Regions from separate parts of the Sus scrofa genome. Here regions 1 and 3 are each linked to region 2. The links are chromatin contacts, called in public Hi-C and HiChIP or PLAC-seq maps. All regions are on one chromosome and are shown on one strand. Each heading gives the region's core, a stretch centred on a gene start, on an enhancer-like site or on the middle of the called end of the contact. The rest is flanking DNA. Distances are from core to core; before and after follow the strand shown. Region 1 has its middle 53 kb from the start of NPTX1. Region 2 holds the start of CHMP6 (charged multivesicular body protein 6). Region 3 holds the start of RPTOR (regulatory-associated protein of mTOR).

Region 1 (3,018 bases), core at 435-2,934, 390 kb before region 2:
AAACGCTGACAAAATTCACACCTCATCTGACTGAAGTGTATTCTGGGGACAGCGGGCCTGTGCTTCCTGCTGAGGAGCGGGGGGTATTTTGGGACACCATCTGGGGCAGGAGCAGAGAGAAACTGGAGGGAAAGGGCCCAGCTGGAGCTCACGGAAGCCCCCCGCCCCCCGGGGAGGCACATCCTGCAAAGACCTGCCTCCAACTCTGCTCCCTTCGCACCTAGTCCGGGAGTGTTCCAGGCCCCCCACCTCCCCTCCCCGTCACCACGCCTGCACCCTGACTTCACCTCTCACAGGCCAGCGATTGACTCCTGGTTCCTGAATCCCAGGGCCTCTGTGTCCTGACCTCTACATGGCAGGACTGACACACAGATAGCCCAGGGGGACCCCAGAGTAAATCCTGGCTCTCCCATTTGCCAGTTCTGTGGCCCCGGGCAAGCCACATGTCCTCTTGAAGCCTCAAGCTTCCCGTCTGTAAAACACCCTCCGCGCTGTGGGGAGAAGTCAGACAAGATGCATCACTCACAGCTCTGTGCCCGGCTGGCAATGAGAGCTCAGGGAACGCTCAAACTCTCCCAGCTGAACACAGCACATGTCAGGGCCCCACCAGCGGCCCAAGGCCACGTGAAGGCTTTTCTGGACCTCAGACTCGAATCCTCGTCTTGCCTGTGTTCTTGCGTCTATGCTCAGGCCACACTGCTCATCCTAATAGAACGTAAGCCGCAGGTTAAATGCCACATTTCAGCTTCGCTGGCTGCCTTTCACTACAGCCCGTACACCAGCCTCTGCTACCTCTCTTTGCCCGGCACACTCTCTCCTAGTCACCCTCAGGGTCTCCTCTTAAATAGCACCCTTCAGAGAGGCCTTTCCCAAACCTAGTTTAAACGGGTGCTGGCACAAAGCGAACAGAAGCTGTGTTCACGGAATTGAAGAGCACAGCGAAGTCAGTTTCCAAAGGTTGACTCTATTGAGGCTCTCTGCTCACCAGCATCCACAGACTCAAATTTATGAGTCTGGCCTGGCCAAGGACTGTGTCCTGCCCTCAAAACCTTTAGCGTCTCTGAAACTGAAGTCAAGGTACGTGTGTATGTGGACGCGCTGTGCCAGCGGTCAGGGCATAACCCCCCCAAAGTGGCACCTCGGCCTACTGATCTTAAGGCGCAGAAATTGAGAAGACAGAAGAGCAACAGGGTCACTCCTGCGTCTCCCACTTTCACTCATCTCCCCGGTGAAACGTCCCCTCTCTGCACCAGGCGGGAGACTTTCTCATCGCCAGAGGCAGCGCGTTCAGGGCCCAGGAGCAAACCTCAACCCGGCTTCGCCATTTACTCCCCACGGCCCACCCCTGCGCCTGGTCAGTCTTTCAAGAGCTCATTGCTTCTTTCTCTAAAAGGAATAAAGCTGCCCACTCTGGTCGCTGCGGGTCTCTTCTCCGGCGATGAGTCCCGTGTCCGGCAGAAATTCAGTGAAATGTATACACGAGCTTTTCTCCTGCAGATCGAGGTTTGCCAGTGTAACCTTCGGGCCCCGGAGGGGAGCGACCGTGCTCCGCGCTCGACTGCGGGGAAAGCCCCCTTAAGCTCGGCCTCCGCTCCTCCAGCGCCCCTCATCCCCAGCGGGACCTCCGGCCACTAGGGGGCGGTGTCCCGGAAGCCCCTGACCGCCGCCATGACGACGGCGTCCGGCGCCTGCGCGCGGCGCTCCGGAAGTGACTCTACCGGAAGAGCGCTGAGGGTCGTGCCATGGCCCGAAAGGCGGCGCGGGGGCCGCAGGAGGAGACGTTGTCACTCTGGAAACGGTAATGGGGCTGGGGAGTGCGCAGGGTTAGGGACTGGAGCGATGCGGTTCCTCGCGGGCCTCTGACCTCGTAACCCCGGCTTTGGGGCCGCGGGGGGCCTGGGCCCGCCTCCGGTGTGCGGCCGAAAGGTGCCTTCGGGAGCCGTAGCTTCCGGCGCCGCATCTGGGGTCCCGGAGGAGGGAGCGGCTGAGAGCGGGAGGACCCCTGACCCCCGGGCGTGGCCGTTCCGCGGGGCCCGGGGAGCTGGGCCTGGCGGCCTGTTCGACCTGTGTCTGCCCTGCCCTCAGGGAGCAAGCCCGGCTGAAGGCTCTTGTCGTGGACCGGGACACAGAGCGTGGCAGCGAGACCCCGCCTTCTCGGGCCTGCAGAGGGTCGGGGGCGTGGACGTGTCCTTTGTGAAGGACGACAGTGTCAGCGCTTGCGCCTCGCTGGTGGTGCTCAACTACCCTGAACTCGAGGTAACCCCTGGGGGGGACACTGGCCTGCGTCCGCACCGCTCGGGCCCGGGTGCATTAGTGAGAGAGGCGGAGGTCCGGCCAGGGAACTGTGCCAGGGCGGAACCCTGCTTCTTCTTTTGTGGGAGCTGCTTAATAAGCTGGAAAGACTTGTAGAAAAGGGGAGAGGGCAAAAGTTGAATAGAGTCTGTGGCTTAAGTCCGTATTAACTCGCGATCTCCAGGTTTGGCCATCATCTAGGGCTCCTCATCTCAGGTAGCCACGGTAACACACCCCAAGTTACCCAAGCTAGAAATCTCTGTCTTCCCAGACTCCTCCCGCAGGTCACACCGCAACTCCATTTTTTCCACTCCTTTACTGTCACGGCTGTCCCCTTGTCTCTTTCCTTGCTGCCCCTTCCCTGGCTGGGACATGGTCATGTCTCCTGTAGGCGACAGACAGCATCTTCGCTGGGTCTCTTCTCTATGCTGTCCGCAGAGCAGTTTCCCTAAAAAACAGCTATGAGCAGGTCGCCACCTAGTCCACTTGAAAGACACAGGTGTCCATCCTGGGATCTCATGGTCAACAAGAGTAACACTCAGTGACAAGGTGTAACGGCCCTTCCTGCTACGCCGCTTGCTTAGTGTGACTCACTGCAGGCTCCGCTCTCGCTGCCGCCTGCTCCTCACCCTCTCCGGAGGACCTCGGCTTCCTCAGACGTGCTGTGCTGTATCTGCCCGCCTGACCTTGGCCGTGGTGTTTCCTCCTCTGGCTCACTCTGCATCT
Region 2 (3,414 bases), core at 558-3,057:
GGAAGGGGAGCCCTTCTCCCCCTCCCAGCCTGTCCCGGGGGCTATTTGCTTCTTTTTAATAAAGACTTTGCTTGCTTGCTTGAGTTCACTCTTCGACCGCTGGGAACAGGAACCCGGACTCCGGTACCAGCTTTCCGGCATCACTCGTCGGGATCGTTACCACTGAGCCATGAGGGGACTGTAAGCCACCCAACTTTCATGCGCCCTGGGAAGCCGAGAAATTCGTGTGACTCTCTTTACAGCAAAGGTCGCCGTATTGCTGGCCTCTGGACGGGAACCAGCAGCAGCTCGGACCCGCGCCTGTACGTGTGCAGCGAGACACGGCAAGGAGTTTCATCGGCCGTGAATCACAGGCAGCTGCTGAGGTGCAGTGGATGACCAGAGACTGGAAAGAAACGGCACTGGAAGACGGGTCACGAGGACACCTGGGGCAGCGACGTGGGGGGCAGAGATCTGGGTCCCCGGGAAGGCGGCTTGAGCCTCCTCTGTCCAGGAGGCGCTCAGTAGTTCGGGTGGACGCAGTGCACACTCTGGACGCCAGTGCTCGGTCAGTGGACAGAGTGGCTTTGGGGAACTCGGCAGCACAGACGTCCCCTCACTGAGGCTCCCCTGGCCACCACTGCCGAGGGCCCCAGACAGCACCATTCTCTGGGGGCCAGCCAGCCCCGCCGACAGCAGGTTGACTAATGAGGACCCTTCCCTCGTGGGGCAGTGACTTGCTCTCATCCTGGGTACAGATTTGCCCCCCTCGCCCAGGGCACTCCTGCCAGCGGCACCATTTGGACTTAAAGATCCATCATGGGGGAGTTCCCGTCGTGGCGCAATGGTTAACGAATCCGACTAGGAACCATAGGGTTGCGGGTTCGATCCCTGCCCTTGCTCAGTGGGTTAACGATCCGGCGTTGCCGTGAGCTGTGGTGTAGGTCGCAGACGCGGCTCGGATCCCGCGTTGCTGTGGCTCTGGCATAGGCTTGGCAGCTACAGCTCCGATTCGACCCCTAGCCTGGGAACCTCCACATGCCACGGGAGCGGCCCAAGAAATGGCAAAAAGACAAAAAAAAAAAAAAAAGAGAGAGATCCATCATGGGGCCCGGGGGACACTGCTTCTGAACGAATTCCTTTCACAGAAAGGGCTGAGCGCTGGGCACGCGCCATGGGCCTGCCTTACTACTTCCCCACTGCCCAGGAGCTGCTGGGCTGCTAGAAAGGTGACCAAGCCCAGGCAGACTGGCTGCTGGGGTGACCGAACAGGGCTGGGTGCCACCTTACGAGCCCCCCAGACAGGAACACGGTGGAAGCCTAGTCTGCAGGTGTGCGGGGCGTCCCGCCCTGTATCCCCGATGCCCCGCGGGGGGTTCCCGCCACGAAACCAGAAGCTGGGCTCCTCCGAGTCTGCCCACGGGCCGGGGGCGCAGAGCGAGGTGGGGAAGGCGGGGCGTGCGTCCCCCTTCCGGGTGTCCCGAGGGCGGTTCGGCGGACACTCTGACCCCCTGGGACGTAACATCACTAAAGGCAGCGTTTTGAGGGCACAGCCAGCAGGGCAGCGACTCGCGCGCAAGGTTTCTGACCGCCCAGGGCGCGCAGTCACAGTGCAAGGGTCCCCCGGAGCGGCAGCGGGAACGTTCAGTCTTGAAGACCACGCAGGCGCGGCTCTCCGGGAACGCCGCGAACCGCGCCCCCGGGGCCGCGCGGCCGCGCCCCGCCACGCCTCCAGGCGGGGCCCCTCCGCGGGCGGTCGCGACCCGCGCTCTGCGGCGCCGGGCCCCGGGCGGCCGCCGTAGTGGGCGGGGCCGGGCCGCGGTGGGCGGGGCCGGGCTACGGTGGCCGCGCGGCGTGGGCTCGGCCGGCGGCGGGGCCGGGGTGCGAGCCGGGCCGCCATGGGCAACCTGTTCGGCCGCAAGAAGCAGAGCCGGGTCACCGAGCAGGACAAGGCCATCCTGGTGAGACGCCGGGCCCCGCGGGCGTGTGGGCGCGGGCCGGGCACCCCCGGGCCCGGGCGGGGAAACCGGAGCGGGGCGGCTGCCGCTGCGATCCTCGCCTCGGGCTCCGTGCCCGCCGGCCGCCCGGCCCCGGGCAGGGCCCGGCGCCCGGGCGGGTTTCCGAGCCCGGCTGGGGCAGTGGGCTTCCGGTGGGGAGCGTGTCCGGGCCGGGTTCCCCCCGAGTCGGAGCGAACCCGGTCGTCCAGGTGTGGGCGATCCAGGTGCGGTAATTGAACTGCGCCTCCCGTTTCCGGAGGCGGTGCCCGCGTCTCGCTGTTTGTGGTCGTACCTTGTCCTTGGACGAGTCCACGCGTGCGGGTGTGGTTTCCTAAGCTCCCGCACCACGGGAGTCGACCCCGACCCGCTTCCCAGTCCCGGCCCGGCCCCGCCGTGCTTCACCGTCGCCCGCTTGCGTGGCCGGCCCAGGTGGGAGGCCCTGGCGCTGGCTGGGCAGTAGGGCCTTATCGCTGCTCTCAGAACTGGGGATCTAAGCAGGGGAGGCTCTGATTGCGCAACTTTCTCCCACATGCTTCCAGTCTGCCTTGGCCCTTGCTCTGACCTGCAACCTGTGCAGTCCCCGAGCTTCTGGGGCCACGCCAGCCCCCCCTAAGCTGTAGGTGGTGGTGGTGTACCTGCCTGTAGAGTCAGGTGTCTCTTGCAATGGAGCGCTGATGTGAAAGTTAGTTTCGGTGGAAAGAATCGTGTGTGTGGAGTTCCCGTCGAGGCGCAGTGGAAACGAATCCGAGCAGGAACCATGAGGTTGCCGGCTCCATCCCTGGCCTCGCTCAGTGGGTTAAGGATCCCATGTTGCTGTGAGCTGTGGTGTAGGTCGAAGATGTGGCTCGGATCTGGCGTTGCTGTGGCCGTGGGGTAGGCTAGTGATCCCCAGGATGGGAACTTACATATGCTGCGAGTTAGGCCCTAAAAAGACAAAAAAAAAGAAAAGGAAAAGGTAGTTTTTGTACCAAGAAAGTAATGCAAGTGGCAGATGGGTTTCGTTTTGTTTTACTGTGGCTTCTGTAAGCTGTAAGTTTTTAACTACAGTTCCCTGCGGAAGAAGAGGCGGCAGGCGTGTCCGTCGTCGCTGGAGAAGATCAGGGCCTGGAGCACCTGCCGTGGGCCTCACCCCCAGGGGCTCTGCTCCACCCTGGGCTTCTGGCTCTTCTCTCTCCGAGGGCTCATCTTGGGGTTTCTCTCCAAGGAGACCTTGCTGTTGCCAAAAATTCACACTGGTGGGGTCACAGCAGAATAACTCCGTCGGTTCACACTCCACGGAAGTTACTGCCTGGTATCTTCGAGGGTGAACACCTGAGCGGAGGAACTGGGACCTCCTGCACACTGTCCCATGACCCTCTGCTGAGACCCCTTGTCTCATAAAGAGGGCGGCCCGCCCACACCTGCTCCCCCTAATGCTTTACACGCAGCCCGAGGGCGT
Region 3 (3,393 bases), core at 44-2,543, 290 kb before region 2:
CTCCTGCCATCAGTATTTTGAGATGGACTGCCATAGGGTGTCAAAGCCCTAGGAAACCACACTGAAAAAAAAGAGTATCTTCTAGAGCCCAGCCTGAAGTTTTAGATGAGTAAAGCTCATGGGGCTGCTAGATTTCACTCTAGCGAGAGACCCATCACTGCTGGCATTGTATTGGGTGCTCACTGCATACTAGATGCTTACATAGGTTAATTTATCCTTTAGGGTGGGTTTCTTTTGTTTTTGTTGTTATTTGTTTTTTGAGGGCCACACTTGTGGTATATAGGAGTTCCCAGGCTGGTAGTCGAATAAGAGCTGCAGCTGCCGGCCTATGCCACAGCCAAAGCCACAGCAACGGCACCTCAGGACCTGAGCCCCATCGGTGACCTACACCACAGCTCACGGCAATGCCGGATCCTTAACCCACTGAGCGAGGCCAGGGATCCGACCCATATCCTCATGAATACTGGTTGGGTTCTTAACCCGCTGAGCCACAAGGGGAACTCCTAAGATGGGTATTCTTAACCCAGTTTTACAGCTGAGGAAGCTGAGACTGAGTCGTTAACGGACTGACCAAGGTCACGGAGATGGAGAGATGCAGCCGAGATGCAGCTTCAGGTGGTCTGACCTCAGGGTGAAACGAAGAGGGGAGTTGAGTTTCTCAGGCCCTTACCAGCTTTATGCACCGGTTGCACATGTGTCTCCCTATATACTACGTTTACTGAAGGCAGCCTGCATGCTGCTTGGGACACAGTTCTCCACACATGGTGAATAGACAGTGTTTACCAAATAGAACAATAAAGTAACACAGGAGGGCTGCCATGCATAGAAATCTGTAGCTTTTGGAGTTCCTGTCGTGGCTCAGTGGTTAACGAATCCGACTAGGAACCATGAGGTTGCGGGTTCGATCCCTGGCCTTGCTCAGTGGGTTAAGGATCCAGTGTTGCCGTGAGCTGTGGTGTAGGTTGCAGACACAGCTCGGATCCCACGTTGCTGTGGCTGTGGTGTAGGCCAGTGGCCACAGCTCTGATTCGACCCCTAGCCTGGGAACCTGCATATGCCGCGGGTTCGGCCCTGGAAAAGACAAAAAAGAAAAGAAAAATCTGTAGCTTTTAGTTGTTTGCACATGAAACTATATCAAGGAATAAACCACTCAGAAAATACATTTTTTTTCACTTAGTGTCCCCTGAAAAAAATAAAATCTGATCGCTACTGTGGCGGATACTACAACTCCCCACCCCAAACACGATCTTCTTTTGTAATATTATCAAAAGCCTTGCAGCTTTTTCACAATCTGGAAGAAACAAGGGGTCGATTCCTTTAATTTCAGAAGCATGTAGGTCCATTTGTAATAATAAAAAGCTTTTTTTCCAAAATTAATTAACAGAGTTTCATTTATAGGACTGACTTCGATATGACGCATCTCTTGAACGAATGGCAATAAACTCTGGCAAACTGAATCGTGGTAACCATAGTAACGGGGGGGGAACCCTCTCGCAGTTTCCTGGGACGCACGGGCCGGAACGCTCTGAGGACATTTGGCCTGTTAGGCACGCCGTAGTCGCGCTGCATGCTGGGCCTCGGCAATATGGCGTCCTCCTTGATGTGCTGATGAGCGGAGTTTCACTGTAGCTTCAAACCAGAGGGCAAAAGTCCCGAGACCCAATAAGCCCACATTACGCATTTTTCTCCACGGCTCCGTGTCGCCCGTTTCTAAGGACTCGTTCTCAGGGAGGAGAGGGCCACGGGGCCGGAGGCCAGGACCAGCCAGGCCGCGCGGACTCGGGGCTGAGGAGCCGGCTGCGGGCGAGCACGATGGGCCGGTCCTGGCTCTGGTTGCAGCAGCTCCGGCGAGTGCGGGACCCGCAAGGCTGAGAGTGGCTGCAGGAGACCCGAAGCTCTCTGAACCTCTTCCCCTCGGCCGGAGACCTCAGCCCGGTCGGCGACCCGGCACCAAGAGCGGGCGGCCTGCCTGTCCTCGGATCGGCTGAGGCGTTGGAGGCCGAGGGCAGGGTCATCGTGAGGCCTGGAGTCTCGCACGCCTTTGACAGCTCCGCTCGCAGCCCCCCGGGAACCGACAGCCGCGGAAGCAGCCGGTGGCTTGGGATCTGGGCCGCCTGTGTCTGTGCGGAGCTCCTTGGGTTCCCTCATTTCCCACCGCTCTTCCCACGCCTCCGACTTCCCGCGCAGAGTTAGAGAAGGATCGCAGACTTTTTGCCTGAGTGAGGGTCTCCGCACACTCACTATCCGTTTCATTTTCTACTCCTCCCTCTTCTGTGTATTCGTTCGCCAATTCTGGTACACACTGGTTTTCAAGGCTGGAGGTTCTCGAGCGCTTGCTGCCCAGGACTCCCCCACCCCCTCCCCCAGTGATGGAGTCCGAGATGCTGCAGTCGCCCCTCCTGGGACTCGGGGAGGACGATGAGGCCGACCTTACAGACTGGAACCTGCCTTTGGCTTTTATGAAAAAGAGGCACTGTGAGAAAATTGAAGGCTCCAAGTCCTTAGCTCAGAGCTGGAGAATGAAGGATCGGGTAAGTGGATCGCGCCTGCGCCCCTTGGACCTTGGTAGTTTTTTTCAGGGAAGTTAGTTTAGAGCCAGAGGAGTGTCCTTGGGAAAGCGGCGGTATTTTTTCCCAGCTGTGTGTTTCAAGTCAACCAAAAAGCACAAACCATTTCAGACTCTGGGTCTTGGCTGTAAGTGGAAAAGGCTGTTTCGGTTCGCAGTTATTCCCTGGAGAGTTAATTCGGTACAAACTAAGTTCTAATTCAGACAGTCCAAGTTAAGTATGTTAGAAAACCCAGCATTGTCACATGCCCCTTGATATACTTGGCACTGTTAACACTTAGAGGAAAAACAGCTTGGGACATAATATTTGTACCCACGTGGTTAGTCTACTTTTGTGGCTAATTTACTTTTTCGGTCCAAGCTAGGGCAAGTGCAGAAGTCCAGTATCGTATGCTAGGAAACAAGGTTACTGGCAAATGTTCAGGTGGTAACAAGTTCATGCGTAGTTATTTCAAAGTTACGGTGAACTCCATCATAGCCTTCTAAACAGCTTTCTGGAATCCAGACTGTCCTCCTTTTGTGTGGTGTCTTGTTACTGTTACTTGGAGACGGAATTTCTCTAATAGTGCAGTTGGAGTATGACGGGGTGAAACGGGGGTTTAGGTTTTAGGGGGTCTTCGTGGTGCTGGGATGTGGATAGCAACTCACAAGCAGCTTACAGTAAAGGAAACAATTTTGTTAAATCTGACCTTAATTTGGAGAACTATTTTCCTGGTCTCCAGAGCAGAAGGATGGGACTCTCTCATCTGTACGTGCTTAGAATTTGTCTCTTTGTGTTTCGTTTTCTCCTTCTTTAAGACTCTTTGTTTCTTTGAACATTTTGGTAT

What was found. Hi-C and Micro-C count contacts between places; a contact is called where the count stands out from the background. HiChIP or PLAC-seq counts read pairs in DNA pulled down with a chosen protein or histone mark.
Region 1: a Hi-C map of omental adipose tissue shows a contact between it and region 2, with 2.9 times the contacts expected there. The contact joins the enhancer-like site here to the promoter of CHMP6 in region 2. A contact is called at or near these places in 1 of 5 promoter capture datasets (fetal liver), 17 of 47 Hi-C or Micro-C datasets (alveolar macrophages, embryonic fibroblasts, epiblast stem cells and 9 more) and 2 of 2 datasets of contacts at active chromatin or transcription factors (alveolar macrophages and skeletal muscle).
Region 3: an H3K27ac HiChIP or PLAC-seq map of skeletal muscle shows a contact between it and region 2, with 4 times the contacts expected there. The contact joins the promoter of RPTOR here to the promoter of CHMP6 in region 2. A contact is called at or near these places in 1 of 5 promoter capture datasets (liver), 2 of 47 Hi-C or Micro-C datasets (heart right ventricle and liver) and 1 of 2 datasets of contacts at active chromatin or transcription factors (skeletal muscle).

Annotation. Positions count from the first base shown.
Region 1 is chr12:2,088,432-2,091,449 of Sscrofa11.1, reverse strand. No RefSeq gene overlaps it. Among named protein-coding and RNA genes, the nearest start is that of NPTX1, 53 kb to the right of the region's middle. Within about 2 kb of position 1,684, at least 50 of the 83 cell types and tissues checked have an H3K27ac peak or open chromatin away from gene starts, as enhancers often do. A contact at or near this core is called in alveolar macrophages, embryonic fibroblasts, epiblast stem cells and 8 more, where this site is marked.
Region 2 is chr12:1,696,740-1,700,153 of Sscrofa11.1, reverse strand. CHMP6 (charged multivesicular body protein 6) reads left to right here and starts at 1,807. Exons shown (of 8, transcript XM_021066499.1): 1 at 1,807-1,940. The coding sequence starts at 1,878.
Region 3 is chr12:1,989,744-1,993,136 of Sscrofa11.1, reverse strand. RPTOR (regulatory-associated protein of mTOR) reads left to right here and starts at 1,293. Exons shown (of 34, transcript XM_021066495.1): 1 at 1,293-2,531. The coding sequence starts at 2,370.